Regions from separate parts of the Gasterosteus aculeatus genome. Here region 1 is linked to region 2. Evidence: chromatin contacts called from public Hi-C data. All regions are on one chromosome and are shown on one strand. The core of a region is the stretch at or near the end of the contact, and the rest is flanking DNA. Distances in the headings are between cores, read along the strand shown. Region 1 holds the start of cald1a (caldesmon 1a). Region 2 overlaps cald1a (caldesmon 1a).

Region 1 (4,477 bases), core at 875-3,374, 37 kb after region 2:
CAGATTCTTCTGCACTCATATCATATTGTGCCAATTACAAAAGGCCCTTTTAAGTACACTAAAAACCCCTACATGCACTTTAGTGCTAAGCCTGCAGTCAGCGGTGTGCGTTTCAGTCCGGGAATAGCTGTGTAAGAGCATATATGCTTGTGAACATGCATTCAGAAAGTGCAAGAAAAAAAAAAAAAGTGTAGTCATTCTGTGTAGTTTGTAAGGCAGTATGTAGGAAGTAACCACAGTCAACTTTCACTATGTGCTGAGATTGAGAAAGTGTGTGAGAAGTGGTTAGCAAACAAACAGAGACGTCATAATAAAAGTAGTTGACGTAGTAATGGATACATGGTTCAAATAGATGGCAGTATTGGAGATAAGCTTTAAAGTATTTCACAGAGCTAAAAGCCCTTAAAAAAAAAAACAGATGAAAGGGATCGCACAATACAATGAAAAAACTGCTGGAATAGTTAGCGGAGGTTAATGGTTAAAACTGTTCAAATAAAGTAATGGATAAATGCGTAAATATAAATATTGAGATTCTACGTAGTATGAATGTACACGAGTCCAATGCAATTCAAACTTGAATAAAAACAAAAGTTGAATTGCACAAGTGTTTCATCCACTCTTTTATATTACTGAGTGTTACATGAAATCATTCAAATGCACTCGACAGGTAGCACATCTCTGAGGGGTACCTCAGATGATCGGACAGGGCTGAGGAGGTATATTAGTGGAAAGAATGTTGGGACCCGATGTACTAGCAGACTGTTATGCATTGCATTCCAGAGGCTATTCCAATCACCTGTCACCAGGTCGGGCCTGCTCCTTATAAGGAGCGGAGGGGCATTCTCCATGTGTTTTCCAAACACTGCACAACCTATCCGATCACAGTAATTGTCCAGTTTTGTGGACAGTCCCTATGAGGTCTGTGGCCCAAAAGCATTTGAAAAAAAAAATGAAAGGACACACGCACACACACACACACACACACCGATGCAGCCTGCGCAGCTCCCTCCCTCCGCCCTCTCCCATTTTCCATGCTTCCATCCCACAGATACGATGTAATAAAGCCGACATCAAAAGACTTGCTGGCCAACTCAAGCACAATGAGGGTTGAGTAGAGCCTTTCGCCCCAGGGTTGGTGGGATTGTAAAAGAATGGGATACCACAAAACCATGAGAGGTGGATTCATCTGTGAGGGCCTTCTGCAAAACTGCCCTGAGGCGTTTGTCCGCAGGAGATGCTGGACGCGCTGACGCCCATAGACGACCGTCATTATGTAAATCTCAGCTTGGTTCTTTTGGTCAAACTTGACCGTTGAGGGGCTTAGTGGCCTGATGACCAGCCGTACAGGGGTCCATCCTCGCCCAATGGCAACTTTGTACACCGTCCATCCACATGTTGCATTCTCAACAACAGGTCTACCCGGGTTCTGCACACTTGGGTCAAACTCTCTATTTGGATTTGGTAAAAAAAAAAAAAAAGACAACTAGGAATATGTGACGTCAACGTCCAACAAATGAGGCGATGAGAAATTTTAGCTTGAGACCCTCCCCCGCCCCCATGGAGCTGAACACGCACTACAGAAGTGGACATATCTGCATTTCTTTGTGTTGTCCCGCGGACGAAACATAAAATGCGTTCACATGACCGCCTCGCTGCTCGGGCCGCACAGACGTGCAGGATGGCCCACAGTCATGCGTTTGCTTTGCCTTTGGTGAAGTGCTGTGGCACTAAAGAGGGAGCGGCTCACAGCCAGGATGTTCTTTAAAAAAGAAAAGAAAGAAAGAAGAAAGAAAGAAATTAAGGAAAAAGTACACGCGGCAGGCGGTTGCGCACAGATTGAGACCCATAATGTGATATCTCCCATCGTCTTATGAGGCTTTTTCATTCGCGAGCGCATCAGCACGGCATTCCCGTTGTCCCTGATTGCGTCTATGAGAATAGGAGCGTAAAGTTTGCGCGCAGTTTTTGTTGTTGTTGCGCTTACCTGCGGATATTAACGGGACAAAGTAGAGCTCTGGAGTCGAGTGTGAGGAGATTGAGAGGGAGCCGGTCTGCAGTCGCTCCTCCGCTACACTCGATGAGAGAAACTAAAGTGGAGACCAGCGTGTAAGCCCCGCCCTTTAAACTGGATACCCGTACAAGCCCCGCCCTTAAAGACAGAGCCGCACATCTACTCGAGTTGTCCTCTTCCGTCTGTCCTCTGAAACGTGTAAACTACGCCTCAAGACTGCTCACAAAGAGTCCACAAAGTCTGCACCCACTGCTATACTTTTCATACAAAAGATTCTGATAACACTTTCCTTAACTATTGAGCACCGGATGCTGTGTGTGTCTTAACTATTGAGACACATGTATAAGTATCCATCTGAAATTCTCACGCATGCACATATGAAAAGGTTGTATAAATATTGTTCAACACTTATACATGCATAACTGAATCTCATGTAAAAAGTTTAGATACATATGCAAGTGTTTCACATATATTTGTGTAGAAGTTTTATGTGTATGTATACGTTTTTCAGTTATATGTATGTATGCTCCTACATGAGGATGTGCAAGCGTTTCACATGTGTTCATACGAGTAATCTCACAGGTGAATGTAAGAGCATCTCACTAATGTGTATACATGAAATCTCACTAGCATACGGAAGGTATCTCAGTTACACCGGAAGGCGGAAGCGTGCAGGTTTTGAACAGCGAAAAGCGACAATCTTACACCCTTCCTTAATATACTTTTAAGACCGGACTTGTAAATTTGTTTGCTTCGTAACGAAGGCTGCGGTCCTGTAACGAAGGCTGCGGCCCGTTTGTCAACAGCGGTCGGTTTGTCAGCCGCCTCGTAGGCTGTATCCAGGCGTTGTATCCATGTAAGCATTTCATATGTGTGTGTGTGTGTGTATATGACACAGAAGTATATGTGTGTGCATGTGTGTTTCTCATATGTATGTGTAAGTGTTTCAGACAAGTATGTATAATGTTTTCTACATGCACGTGCATAGGTTTACAGAGTAGGTATGTATGTATGTATGTATGTGTGTCTCAGTAGTTTGTGTGAAAGCATTTCAATAGCGAACGTAAGAGTGTCTTATTAGCACGTGTAAGAGTGTCTCAGTAGTGAGTTGCGAGAGCGTCTCAATAGTTAAGTCCTAACAGGCCCCTCGTAGCATTCACAGTTATTAAACGTTTTAATTGTGTTGCCAAAACCCCCTAATAAAAAATACAGAAGATGTCATGCATCAAGCACCAGGAATATTGATACAAGTGTGGAGTCATGTTTGGTTCTCCAAATGCAACCCTGCTATTTGTGACCTTTAAGTTTAGTAAGGCTGCATAGAGGTTGGAGGTGACAAACACAAAAGCTGCAGTGTTCTACTTTCTAACATGAAACAGCATCATTGGGACACTGCCCCGCTTTGTCTTCCTCTTTAAAACAATAATGCTCACAACAAAGAATGAACTCACTGGAAGTGCACCGGGCCACTGGTGCAGAAATGTGCACCGCATGCATTGCTGTTTTTTTCCATGTGTTTCTTAGAGATGAATTGAAATAAATGAAGTCCGTTGATTGTGTGCAAATGCAAGTGTGTGAGACAGAATGAGAGCGAGAGGAAGGACAAAGACAGAGTGGAGTTGTAGTTACAGGACCGTCCTCATCTTAAATCCGTTGAAAAATGAAGTATTTAAAGATAAACCTGTCATACTTTATCTTGCACGTTTCTGTCAGACTTGCCGTCCAGTTGGCCCAAAACATATTGGCCCCGAAAACTGCATAACCCTCATACAAAGTCACTTCATGTAATCATTTGATTGCCAAAAACGATGCTCTGACCGTGGCATGTTTATAGTTGGTGCAGTGCCCTTTTACTCAATTCAAACTTGCTATATTTACATCACGATCGTCGATGTTTCCCAGCTACACTCTTTGCTTACTGTATGCTCGGCTATTGGACAAAAACAAGCCTCACTGCAACAAAATGGACACCAAATGCGTCTTTACTCGAAGAACCACTAAGGGTAGCAATGAACATGTAGATAACTGTGGATGGGTTTGTGCCAAAGAGAGGACATCATTGCCTTTGGCTGTTTTGCGTTCTGTGAGCAGCTGCTATTAAAGGATGCACAGATCTTTGGAGCCTCTGGCCAGACAGATCCCCACTGCAAAATCTACCTGACATATACCTTCACAATGTTACATCAGATGAAGAACCTCAGAACCAATTATAAAGGATTTAAGAAAACCTTTGACATTTTCCCATTTCATCACATTGTTTTAAATCAGATGAAAGACTGTGTTGCCATCTCGTTCGAAAGTTGATTTAGAGGGGAGGATGGGATTTGCCTTCAAACATGCATTCGGCTGTATAAAAGTGTTGGAGTTGATGATGAAAGTGTTAGATGTTATTATGCAACTACATCATCATTGCTTAGTGAATTATTAGTTTCCTTCACAACACGAAAAACAAGAACTTTTAGGAAC
Region 2 (4,450 bases), core at 465-2,964:
CACTTCCCGGTGTGCCGAACACGTTGCCTCTCTCCCACATGGTCTTGATGTTACGGATGCTGTCTGTAACCACGGGAAGATCTGCTGCTCCAGAACGAGGGGATCGAGATTCCTTGTTCTCTCTCTGCTGGTACAGAGTGGTAGGATTATACTGGTGAATGGCAGAGATGGCAGTTCTGATCAAAGCGCACTACCCGGACTTTAAAAAACAGCAACGACTGTGCAGGTGATAAAACCTTTAGGCCCAGAAAAGTAGCCAGAATCATATATTTTTTGCATACAAAGAGTGGAAACCGATCAGGAAATACAGCTATAAGTAAGTAAGTCAAGTCAATATTCAGATAGTTTAATTGGCTGCCTATTTGGATAAAGCACAAAATATGACAAAACAAACCTTTTATTAGGATAAATTAGGCTGGGTTTTTTTCTGGTATTTGTCACCTATTTGAAATGTGCATACATTGCATAGTTTTCCATCGGTTTTGTTTATGTTTTCCTTCAAGAAGTATTATAATATTTTGGATGTTTGCTGTGCCTCGTAATCCTACTTTTGCACGACAAAAATAAAAACTTTGTGTCGTACATCATAAACGTGGAATCCACAATACTGCCTCAATCCTCCAACATTTTTGCGATTTTATGACCTTCCTGGATGGGTGGAAAAGCTGACCTGAGCAGCGGAGGTGTACTGCTCCAGCCTGTTGTCGATCTTGGACACCACAGGAGAATGAGCCGCCTTCAGTGTGCTGCTGGGCAGAAGCAAACGGTTAGTGTACACAACATGGAACCACTTAGGATATTATACACACGGGGGTCAACCATCCTCAGTGCCTGGAGAAAAATACATTTGCAACCCCAATGGGGAATTAAACCCTAAGTTTAAAGCTTTGTTAGTGGGAACATGATTATTGTACCTCTTCTGTGCTGACTTGTTGAGAAACTCTGCCCTTTCCCCAATCTGTTGAGAGAGGTGATGGTAGCTCTAGGTTAATAAAGATTGCACACAGATAGAAGACATTTTCATTTTAAAACTAAAGCCAATAAACAAAACAAAAATAACAAAACATTTTCAATGCTGAAATGAGTAGTTTCAGTGTAAAAAAGTCCTGACTGTTTATAAGTCAACATGTAGACACATAATGTCCTTAGATGGTTAATAACTGCCAACAAGTCTTTTAAAAATGTGAACTCAGTTTTTTTTATATGCTAAACTGGATTCTTCTGACTAGCAACACACAATGTAAGTGATCATTCCCTTCATAGGCCAAATTACGTGAAAGACATGCACAAAAACTCTCACACGTTTTTTTTCTCGGCTACGTGCTGTCGGACTGTGGGAGTCTCAGAGGATTGTTTATGGTATTCTTAAAAAAGGCAACGCACAGTTCCTTAGGCCCTTGCAGAAAAAACAAAAAAAACAGACAAAAGACAAAACTGCAGAGAAAGCTTCCCCCTTTCTCCCCCCTCTCCCTGTGAAAAGGGATCTTGCGCTCGGCTGCAACCGAATGTGGGAGTTCCAGAAATACTCCCGACAGGAAATTCCCCATTCTCAGACGCGTTTTAAAGAGCCGTAGCCATCCGAACGCAGTTACAGTAATCCTGTTAACCCTAATCGCTTCCCTGCATCCCAGCAGCCTGTCCTTCATTCTGTCGCCCTGTCCTTCGCTCACAGGGAACACTGAGCTTTATCTCCAGTGCGGAGCGGGGTTATGCTGGTCCACTGCTGATAGCATGTGGGCGAGCGCCTGGTGACTGTGCGTTCCACCGGGAGGTGGTCCCTGGCGTCCCACTGTTGCTCATGGTTTATCGTACCAGGAGCCCCACCGTGAGAGTAGTTGGGCGTAAAAACACAACAACAGAAATTCTGAACGGCATGCATGCATTTTGCAAACGAACCTGTGCAACGAACTGTGGTAATTCAGTGTCGCGTAAACAAAACCGATAGGATTGCACTGCAAAGGAACAATTCATATAAACAGCACACGGGGCAGTGCATGACGAGTTAAACTGCCGAAAAAAAACACCCTCCACACACACACACACACACACACACTCAGCTGTACCTACAGTGAACATCACCACAAAGTAAAGTTGCGTCTGGGAAGAGTGCAACATGGAAGAAAATTAGTTAAAAATGATTTACAAAACTGACCTCAAACACGGTAAATCGATTCCGGTACATCAGAGCTGCCACTAATGTGTGCAGACATGTGTTCACTGACCCATTAACGGTTTACTAAAATCCTGTTTGTATGGAAAAAGTAACTTTATTAATGTACTTGAAATGTCCAAGTCGCACATGCTGGCATTTCACTAGTGTGCCAGTGCAAAATACACATTTGTAGATACTTGTCCTCGCATATTATAGCTATAAAATCTCCAGATGTACCTGCCTGATCCTTACTGCACATGAGCAGCGATCAAAAGAAATGAGAAAGAAGATGGCTCACTCGTTAACTTGCATCATCGATTGTGAACAGCGTTTGTTTGTTTATTTCAAGAGCTGATAATCAAATAGAGACGTGGGCAAATCGAGAGCGGCCTCGCCTCCATCTAATTTCTGGTGAGAGCTGCACGATGAGGAGCGACTCGCGTTGCTGTTGTCGGTGTGTAGTTTAAATTCACTGAACCACTTACTCCCCAATAACCAATCCAGCATTTTAGGCCGGGAGGACATTCTGATCCTGCAGTTGGTATGGGAACAAACCTACTGGTCAGTTACCACAAATGGAGAATGTCAAATTTAAAATAATCACCCGACAATGTGGAGTTTTTTTTTTTTTTTTAAACAGTAGCCTTTATGCATTCACGTTTTAACTCCAACAAAGTTTCAAACCAATTCACCGTTGAGAAATATCCAGTAAACAGTTTTGACCTTGACAATTTATAGAGGTTGCAGAAAGTAGGACTAACTTCTGCAGCATTTAACTCTGGCACTTTTTCAGCCCCGATTCTGGAGTCTCACCAGGACGGGCCAGATGGAGATCACGGCTCACTGTCACTAATTAGATTTTCTCCACTAGCTGAAATTTCCCCTCGAGTTTCAGCGTGTGGGAGTTGACTTTTGGCAACACTGGAAACATTTATACACATTTGAGTTGATTAAACGTTCCTTCGCAGTGACAAACATTTATCTTGGGGCGAGGTTGGGAGGGCCAGGCGCTAGATTTGATTCAGGCTGCTTTTTCTCTTGCAGCGTGTCTCGTGACAAACTGTTTTACATGTCAGCAGAATTTCAATGTGAACAGCAAAGTGAAATACAGAAAAAAAAAAGTACTTTTTTTTTCCCCCACCGTTCTCCCCTAATTCATTGAGGCTCTTTTTTATTTCTCAACACCCCCATCTCGGTCAAATAACACTTCATGCGGAGAGCTTAAAGAGGTGAGAAGGGCAGGAGCGGGTCATATGGCACTTAATCTTAAAAGGACCCACTGTTTTATGAATGAAATCCATGTGCAATATGGCAGCATAACAATAAGTATGAACAATGTGGGTTTAAAAAACAGCCAATTGGCAAATGATACTGCACTGACTATTATCCCGTTGAACGCAGAGAAGAGGTTGGAGGTCAAAGGACAGAGGACCAACCTTCAACGAGGAGCCTCTGGGACTGACACACTTGAAGGGTCTTCCCTCCCCGTCCATGGTGTCCTCCACCTTCTGCCTCTTCTCAGCTGCCTCCGCTCTCCTTCTTTCAATCTCCTCCTTCATCTTCCTCTTCTCCTCCTGGGACAAAAAGACAGATGTGTTGTGATCCGAGGCAGTTCAGCAGATGAAGTATCAGAAAGAAAATCCTCAATGATTGTTTTTTTGTGTTTATTGTGACATCTCAATTTTATCAGAACATGTGTAGGGGGCGCTCTGATCTTTCAGAGCCCGGCCATGCAGGATATTGCTGCTCGAGCGAACGTTTCTCTTCTATTTACTCCAAACAAACCACTGTTGCTACTGGAAACTAAAGCACGCTTCCTGTGCACGAGTGGGTTTTCCCTTGGAACGACCGAACAGACCCAGAGGGCTGAGAGCAGCAAATGCAAAACCGTTCAAGGACTTGGTTACACGTTGAATGACTTTCCCGTGGTTTATGTGCTGCCATATTGAACAGCATAAGCAACCAATATGAGAAGACAACCAACATCAACAACATCAGCAATGCATCCAAGCCAGACAATGAGACACTTTCTAATTGATTTACTTACTCGATCTAATGAAGCAGTCCGGAGACACATTTAATTACTCAAAGCAAATTCGTATTTACAGTGATTGCCTGCCTCAGGGGAAAAAAGGCATTTTGGATGGCTTGAGACATGCAAACAATCAACGGTTTAAAATAAAAATGAAGGCATGAGCCATTTGTACTGTATTCAGAAGAGGGCTGGTGCTTGACAGTGTATCACCCAACTCCAGCAGCCTTGTCTTGCTTAATTAGTCTCTCCGTATCTGTGGGCTA

Evidence for each region. A called contact is a pair of places that touch in the nucleus more often than the background predicts.
Region 1: a Hi-C map of tail fin shows a contact between it and region 2, with 5 times the contacts expected there. The contact joins the promoter of cald1a here to the enhancer-like site in region 2. A contact is called at or near these places in 4 of 6 Hi-C or Micro-C datasets (skeletal muscle, tail fin and whole body).

What each region holds. Positions count from the first base shown.
Region 1 is chr4:27,962,978-27,967,454 of fGasAcu3.hap1.1, forward strand. It overlaps cald1a (caldesmon 1a), which reads right to left and starts at 2,125. Exons shown (of 15, transcript XR_013467489.1): 1 at 1,985-2,125.
Region 2 is chr4:27,926,152-27,930,601 of fGasAcu3.hap1.1, forward strand. cald1a (caldesmon 1a) reads right to left here. Exons shown (of 15, transcript XR_013467489.1): 7 at 3,589-3,726; 8 at 915-958; 9 at 671-746; 10 at 1-124. Among protein-coding and RNA genes, the nearest start is that of LOC120817763, 10 kb to the left of the region's middle. Within about 2 kb of position 1,715, at least 2 of the 9 cell types and tissues checked have open chromatin away from gene starts, as enhancers often do.